Regions from separate parts of the Mus musculus genome. Here region 1 is linked to region 2. A link is a contact called in public HiChIP or PLAC-seq data. All regions are on one chromosome and are shown on one strand. The core of a region is the stretch at or near the end of the contact, and the rest is flanking DNA. Distances in the headings are between cores, read along the strand shown.

Region 1 (3,586 bases), core at 741-3,240, 730 kb before region 2:
ATCATGTTAATCCACAGTTTATCTTGAAGTTTCCCGTCTCCTTTATGGAAGTGAGGCTTTCAACACAGGACATTCCTCCGGTTTTTTGTTTTTGTTTTTTTTTTTTTTTTTAGATTCAGCTTAAATTCTTATTAATGTTTATATTTTAAGTGTTTTATATTTTAACAGATAGCACAGGTGTATGGCTCACAGTTCAAAGACCCAACCTGGTCTAATGTGGAAAGAGTCTTTCACACTCCTGTCTCCAAGCTGCACTCTTCTTCCCCTTAGAGCAAAACAACGGTTTCTAGAATCTTGTATGTTTTTTTCAGAGATATTTAAAGTGCCATATATATGAGAAAAATCCCTCTATCAGTTTGCCTCTGCCCTCTTTTAAATAAACAGTGTCATATAATGAGTTCTGAGAACACACACACACACACACACAAACACATACATATGACCTTTTTTTTCTATTTAAATAAAAGGGGGGGGTGGCTAGAAGCACAAGGCAGTGTGAAGAGTTTAGAAAAATCCTCCCCACAGAGAAACATCTATAAACTGATCAAAATTAGCAAAATCGAATCCGTAGAACTCTCTAAAGAGCCATCAAAGTGCTCGCAGCAGATGGAGAGCCACTTACTCAGCAGAAATAGAGGTGGCGGTGGTGGGAGGGAGGCCGCTGCACATAGCTCTGTGCCAGAGAGCTGATGGAGGGAGCCGAATGAGTGGGGACAGACCGATGGGTCCCACCTCCCCCGGCTCCCCGCTGTGCAAGCCTTACAGGATATAAGGAGTACACAACAGTGCCAGCCCATGAGTGTTGGTGATCGGTTCTCAGAGCTCATTTACTACCCCAACAGAGAAGGGACGTGACGAAGATGCTGCCACACACAGCCCCTCTTTCTCTCTTCGCAGTACTTTGTGGAAGGACTGCTTGGTTGTAGTCAGACACGCCCATCTCTAACATACCTGAAGTGGAAGCACTGTTCCAGATAGACTTGGCAGCCAGGCTGAGGTGCATACGCTTGGCCCGTAGGGAGTGGCACTGTTGGGAGGTGTGGTCTTGTTGGAGGTAGTGTGTCTGTGTAGGGGTGGGGTAGAAGGGTGGGCTTTGATACCCTCCTGCTAACTGCTTGCAAGAGTCTTCTCCTAGCATGGCCTTCAGATCAAGATGCGGAACTCACAGCCTCGGCTCCTTCTCCAGCACCATGTCTGCCTGTGTGTCACTGTGTTTCTTGCCTTGATGATGTTGGACTAAAGCTAAACCTCTGAAACTGTAAGCCAGATCCAATGAAATGTTTGCCTTTCTAAGGCGTTGCTCGGGTCATGGCGTCTCCTCACAGCAGTAAAATGTTATGGTCCTGTCCCCAGCTGTGAGAATCGAACCACACACATTAGTGATGGCACTAGTCCCTTCTGCCACACATACCTAGTTCCTGCTCAGTTTGGAGGATGCAGGTGGCAAAGCTGCAGAAGAGTCATCTCCATCCTTTTCCACATTGTAAACTGTTGAGGGACACCTTTGTGCTAGGCTCAACAGTGGCCATACACCACCCTGGGCCAGGCTCTGCTTTAATTGTATAAGAGTGTGGAGGAATTTATGACCCTGGGTCATGATGGAAAACAATAACTAACCAGTTGATATAATAAGAAATTAGGCCGGGTGTGGTGGTGCACGCCTTTAATCCCAGCACTCGGGAGGCAGAGGCAGGCGGATTTCTGAGATTGAGGCCAACCAGCCTGGTCTACAAAGTAAGTTCCAGGACAGCCAGGGCTATACAGAGAAACCCTGTCTCGAAAAACAACAAAACAAAACAAAACAAAACAAAACAAACAAACAAACAAACAAACAAAAAAGTAAAGAAAAGAAATTAGGCTTGAAAATAAAACCTAGGGGGTTGGGCAGAGGCTGAAGAACTTCAAAAATACAAGGACAATACTTGCCAATGAGCTAACAGCAGTCTCCAGGGCAGGAAGTCGGGATCCAGAGCTGATGCCTCCTGCAGACTGAAATGTGCAGCTTTCAACAGCAGCTATGAGTCATAGGGAGAAACGGAAAAGAGCAAGCCAGTGCAGGCCAGCACCGGCAGCAGAAAGGATCCATAAAGTACGCAGATGTTGGGTTTAACAGAAAATGATTTCAAAGTGACTACCACAACCATGTTCAAAGAACCACAGGAGACCACTTCTGAAGGACCAAGGGAAGGAGGGAGATAATATAAATAGTGACTGGAAAGGGGAGCCAAACAGAAGTATAAGATCCAAAGAAAAAAAAAACTCACTGGGTATAAAAAAAACAGGCAGAGGTGAAGATAGAATATGCAAAGAGGAAAAATAATCAACTGAGCATCATGGGATTATGAATAGTGTTAAATATGCCAATACACGCATACTGAGTATACCAGAAAAAGAAGAAAGAGTGAGGCAGAAAAAATAAAGTGTTTAGGGGTGGGTGAGATGGCTCAGAAGGTGAGGGCATAGGCTGCAAAACCTGACAACCTGAGTTTGATCCTATCCCGAAACCCCAGGAAAGAGAACTGATCCCCACAAGTTGTGTTCTGACCTCTACAGGCCCACTCAGTCATTTGTGAACCTGGTCCCCAAATAAATAAGTAAAAATTGTGTGTGTGTGAGAGAGTGAATGTGTTCAAAGAAGTAATGCCTGGTCAGCATGGTGGCATATACCTTTTGCCTCAATACAGACAGAGGCAGGTGGATCTTTGAATTTGAGGCTAGCCTAGTCAATATAGTGAGTTCTAGGTCAATTAATGTTACTTAGTGAGAGCTTGTCTAAAGAAGGCAGAATAAAGGGGAAAAAAGGAGAGAGAGAGAGAGAGAGAGAGAGAGAGAGAGAGAGAGAGAGAGAGAGAGAGAGAGAGAATTCACCAAATTTTAAAAAGGGGGTGAGGAGAAGGGGTGCACTTTGAATTGCTAATGGATCAGTGCTTAAGAGCACCAGCTGTTCTTCCACAGGACTGGGTTGAGCTCCAGGATCTACATGGTGGCTCAGAACTTGGTGTAACTTCAGTCCCAAGGATCTGATGTCCTCTTCTAGCTTCTAGAGGTGCTGGTGCTGCACACCGGATGCACAGACACATGTGCAGTAAAATTCCATACACACAAAATGGTAAAATAAAACAAACCGACCAAAGTGGTAGCCAAAGAAGGGGTTTCTGTCTGGAAGGTAGAAAGGGAGTCAAGAGGAGGTAATGGCGGGAGGGAAGAACAGTAGATACACAAGGATTGAGTAAGGTGATGTAGCTTAACCAAACTCATTACTTCATAAGCTAACTTCGAAAATGACTTAAAGGTCAATGAGGTGGCTCAGAGGTTTAATGGCCTGCTGCCAAGTCTGACAACCTGAGTTTGCTCTCCAGGACCAACGTGGAGGAAGGATAGGACCGACTCTCACAAGTTGTTCTCTGGCTCCCACTGTTTCCCATGGCACACATACACACATGCATGGCACACATGCACACATGCATGGCACACATGCACACATGCATATGTACACAAGATAAATAAAGTGTAATTTCTAAAACGGTCTTCTTAAAGCTTACTTACACTTTAAAAAAAAAAGTAATGGCTGAAATTTTCAAACTTT
Region 2 (3,648 bases), core at 760-3,259:
AGAAGTAAGGCATATAAACTTACAGCAGGAAGCTGGGTGGTGGTGGCACATGCCTTTATTCCCAGCACTCAGGAGGCAGAGGCAGGCAGATCTCTGAATTGGGAGACCAATCTGGTCTACAAAGTGAGTTCCAGGACAGCGAGAACTGAGAAACCTTGTCTGGGGATGGGGGAAATAACGTTACAGGAGAGTCCCTCCAAAGAACATGTAGCAATATCTAGTTATTTTTCTCACACCTGGTGGGTGTTGTGAGGTTGACTTGTACTGTTGGCATCTTGCAGATGGAGGCCAGGAATGTTCCCAAATATCCTACTGAGTACAGGATAGCCCAACAAAGGAGGATGAAGTGCCAATGAGTGCCAGAATGGCCAACAAGGCCAAAGCGGCTGTGCAGCCCATCCTAACAGTGACTGTGGCTGGTGTAGGCGGCTTCAGTCTTCTACCCTAGCTCCTTCACTCACTTGTAGGTTGCAATATGGGCTTCCTAAAGGCACAAGATGACTCTGAAGCTGTCCTTTCTTGATTGGTGGCACACAGAAGAAACATATTTGTACAGCACACTGGAGAAAACTGAGGAAACAGTTTATTGGGCACAGGGAACAGTGCTAAGGCACCAGTCATATCCAGAGAGGAGGAGATGGTATTTCCCGATCAGTGTTTCCTGCACATCTGTTCCCTCTGTGGGGCTCACAGGGTGGGAAACTGCATGAAGCGCCAGAATGGTAGAGAAACTTTAGAAACTTAAAAGTAGACTTTTTACAGCAGCCAGAACCAGCAGCAGCTCTGCAATGACAGCCAGTACCTGAGCTGCAATGACAGCCAGTACCTGAAGATCTCTCTCTGCCCTGCACCTTTTTCTCCTTAGCACTCCTTAAAAATCTCTCACTAATTGATAATTTGATAGACTAGAATTACACATGATTCTTAAAGCTTAAGGTGACAGTACAGCATTGGATGCTCAAGTTAACAGATCCTATAGTTTTTAGAAGAGCCGTGGCTCATAGAAGGCATTTGAGCAGAACTTTTCTGACTCACAGTCCATGAAGCGGGAAGCTAGCTGATTTTACATTCTTTGAATGTTTTTTGTTTGTTTTCCCCTTACCCAATGAAACCACAGGAAACTGAGCAAATAACCTAAGTGATGACTATGACACAAGCTGAACGAAGGCCACCTTCCCCCAACATCTTCTCTCCCTTTGAAAACTCAATACACTGTATTTTTAATTTTTTTCCTCCTACTGGTCATGGACCGACCATTCATTCAGCGGTCTTTATGCTTGCATGTTCTGAAGAATCACTGTGGGCTTCAGATTTCTCTTCCCATCCACCAGTTCCAAACTGCATGACCCTGTGTGCTCAAATGCAGAGCTCATGCTGAGATAGAGTTCTGAAGGCTAGTGGGCAAACGGGGTTTGTGCACCAGACAAATAGTTTGCTTCCCACTGCCAGAGCCTGCCCAGGCTTAGCTCTGGCTGGCACGAATCAAGTGGTTCAGCAGGTCTATCCTGCAACATTGGTGAAGTGCCTGGGCCAACTTTCCCACTGTGGCCCCTTTGGTGCCTTCCCGCATCAGCCACTTCTGAAGCATTTGGTAAACTTTCTCTTTCAGTCCATCTCTTTCATAGTCATGGTCGATTTCATCGATCTGAGACTCAGTGAAGCCCAGCTTGCGGGCACAGTTTTTCCACTGCCTTCCCAGGTTTTCCCTGATAGGGTTCAGGTGTTCATCAGTCAGACTAGTGGTGTTATCTGTTAAATGGAAAAGAGAAGAAACATCAGGCTGCAGCCCATCTGACCAGTCTAGTGTCTGGTTTTGCTGAAAAGGCCCAGGAAAGTAAAGAATATGAAGAGACATAGAGAGAAATTGTTTTGTTTCGAGACAATCTTGCACTGTAGCCCCTTTGTCTCTCTGGGACTTGGATTATAGTGTGCACCACTATGCCTGGTGCTAACTTAGCTGTTATTGACTTGTTGGGCAATACTTGACCTAACCACAGCCACTCAGGAGTCTTTATATAGAGTTAAAATAGGCTGCTGTTTCCTCCTCGGCAGATGTGTAGCTTCCTGAGCCCTAACTGATGGCTTCATGAACAAAAGCCCTACTACATGGCTAGCTGTTCTATTCAACTCCCACTTGAGTCCTGTTCTAGTTAGACTAACTGGATATAATGGGCAGTGATGGGGTGGGGGTGGGGCAGGAAAACTGTCAACTTACACAGGGTGAAGTCCAAGGACACTCATTTCTAGACAGTTCACTTTCCTCTTTTTCCCCCTTCCCTCTCCCTTTTGCTCCAGCTCTGCTCCCTCCAACCCCCCCCCCCCCGTCACTCACTTTCCTCTTAACAAGGACACTGAGACCAAGTGTAACCTTCATTTAATTACTATGTCTTCCCTTATCTCTCAGTGGATGAGAATATAAACTTTTCAAGGTTTTTTTTTTTGTCTTATAAATCAAAGACTCTTCATTTTATATATACACAGCCTTTCTCTTGCTATTAGCTTCATCACCTTAGATGTTCATAAAAATAACACATATAGGGAACACATGAAGATAAGAAAAGGCCCAGTATTGTGGTGAATGCTTTTAATCCCAGTACTTGGGAGACAGAGGCAGGTGGATTTATGTGAGTTCAAGGCCAGTCTGATCTACATACAGAACAAGTACCAGGGCTATAGGTATGTCTCTCTCTGTGTACACACACACACACACACACACACACTCAGACTGGTAGTGGTGGTGGACAGGGAGATAGAGATAGACAGATACGGAGAGAAGGGAGAGAAGAAAAGACAAAGTCACCATAATAGTCTTTTGTTCTCATGCCACCTCAGAACCTTGTTTCTCCCTCAGCTCCATTCCTTCTTCAGTACCGTAGTGCAGAGTCCATCAACTATGGCAGCAGACTAAGACCCTCCTAAGATAACTGTAAATTGCCAGTGTCTGCAGGAGCCCTGGGTGTCAGTAGAGTCACAAAGGTAACTCCAGTTCCTCAAAAGCTAAGAACCCATCTCTCAGGCATTTTAAAGACCACTCCTCTAATGGAATAGTACAGGGATTGGTGTGGCCTAAGGGCCAAGTCTGGCTTCTGCTTTTTGTAAATAGTTTCAGGATCCATATCTGTCCTCATCTTTGTGCAAACTACCTGTGGCTGCTTCTGTACTCCAATTACAGAGAGGCCTCAGGGTCAGCAGAGCCTTGCCTAACCCTATGTAAATCAGAAAGTTGAATTCTGGCTTCTTTCTGAGACAGGGTCTTGCTATAGCCAGGGTGGCCTGGGACTCACCATCTTCCCACTTTAACTGCCCTAGTGATGGATTATTGGCATACATCACCACACATGGCAGAGTGCTGTGGACACCTCTGAGCACTCTTGTTTTGATTACAGAGTGCTGTGGACGGCATGGTCTCCTGCACTTTACAGAATCTCTTTGCTGTAGAGCCAAGGGAGCTATTTCCTTAAGTCTGAACAGGATCATGGGTGATACATGGGTTTAACACTCCCAGGCGGTGCCCTATGTTTTCAACTCACACTGATTAGTTTAAACTTTATAGCACCACCACCAATTAGATACTGCAATTCTCCCTGTTTAAAAAAAAATAGATTACAAAAGATTAAAAACTACTGCGTAGGGGCTGGAGTAGATGGC

What was found. HiChIP or PLAC-seq counts read pairs in DNA pulled down with a chosen protein or histone mark.
Region 1: a contact with region 2 is called in a FOXA1 HiChIP or PLAC-seq map of pancreatic cancer cells. The contact joins two enhancer-like sites. A contact is called at or near these places in 3 of 39 promoter capture datasets (the 3T3-L1 cell line and pre-B cells), 1 of 115 datasets of contacts at active chromatin or transcription factors (pancreatic cancer cells) and 1 of 9 other capture datasets (liver).

What each region holds. Positions count from the first base shown.
Region 1 is chr13:34,765,190-34,768,775 of GRCm38.p6, reverse strand. No RefSeq gene overlaps it. Among named protein-coding and RNA genes, the nearest start is that of Fam50b, 32 kb to the right of the region's middle. Within about 2 kb of position 1,990, at least 41 of the 459 cell types and tissues checked have an H3K27ac peak or open chromatin away from gene starts, as enhancers often do. A contact at or near this core is called in pancreatic cancer cells, where this site is marked.
Region 2 is chr13:34,030,597-34,034,244 of GRCm38.p6, reverse strand. It overlaps Ripk1 (receptor (TNFRSF)-interacting serine-threonine kinase 1), which reads right to left. Exons shown (of 11, transcript NM_001359997.1): 11 at 1-1,749. The coding sequence ends at 1,463. Among named protein-coding and RNA genes, the nearest start is that of Bphl, 5.2 kb to the left of the region's middle. Within about 2 kb of position 2,009, at least 26 of the 459 cell types and tissues checked have an H3K27ac peak or open chromatin away from gene starts, as enhancers often do. A contact at or near this core is called in pancreatic cancer cells, where this site is marked.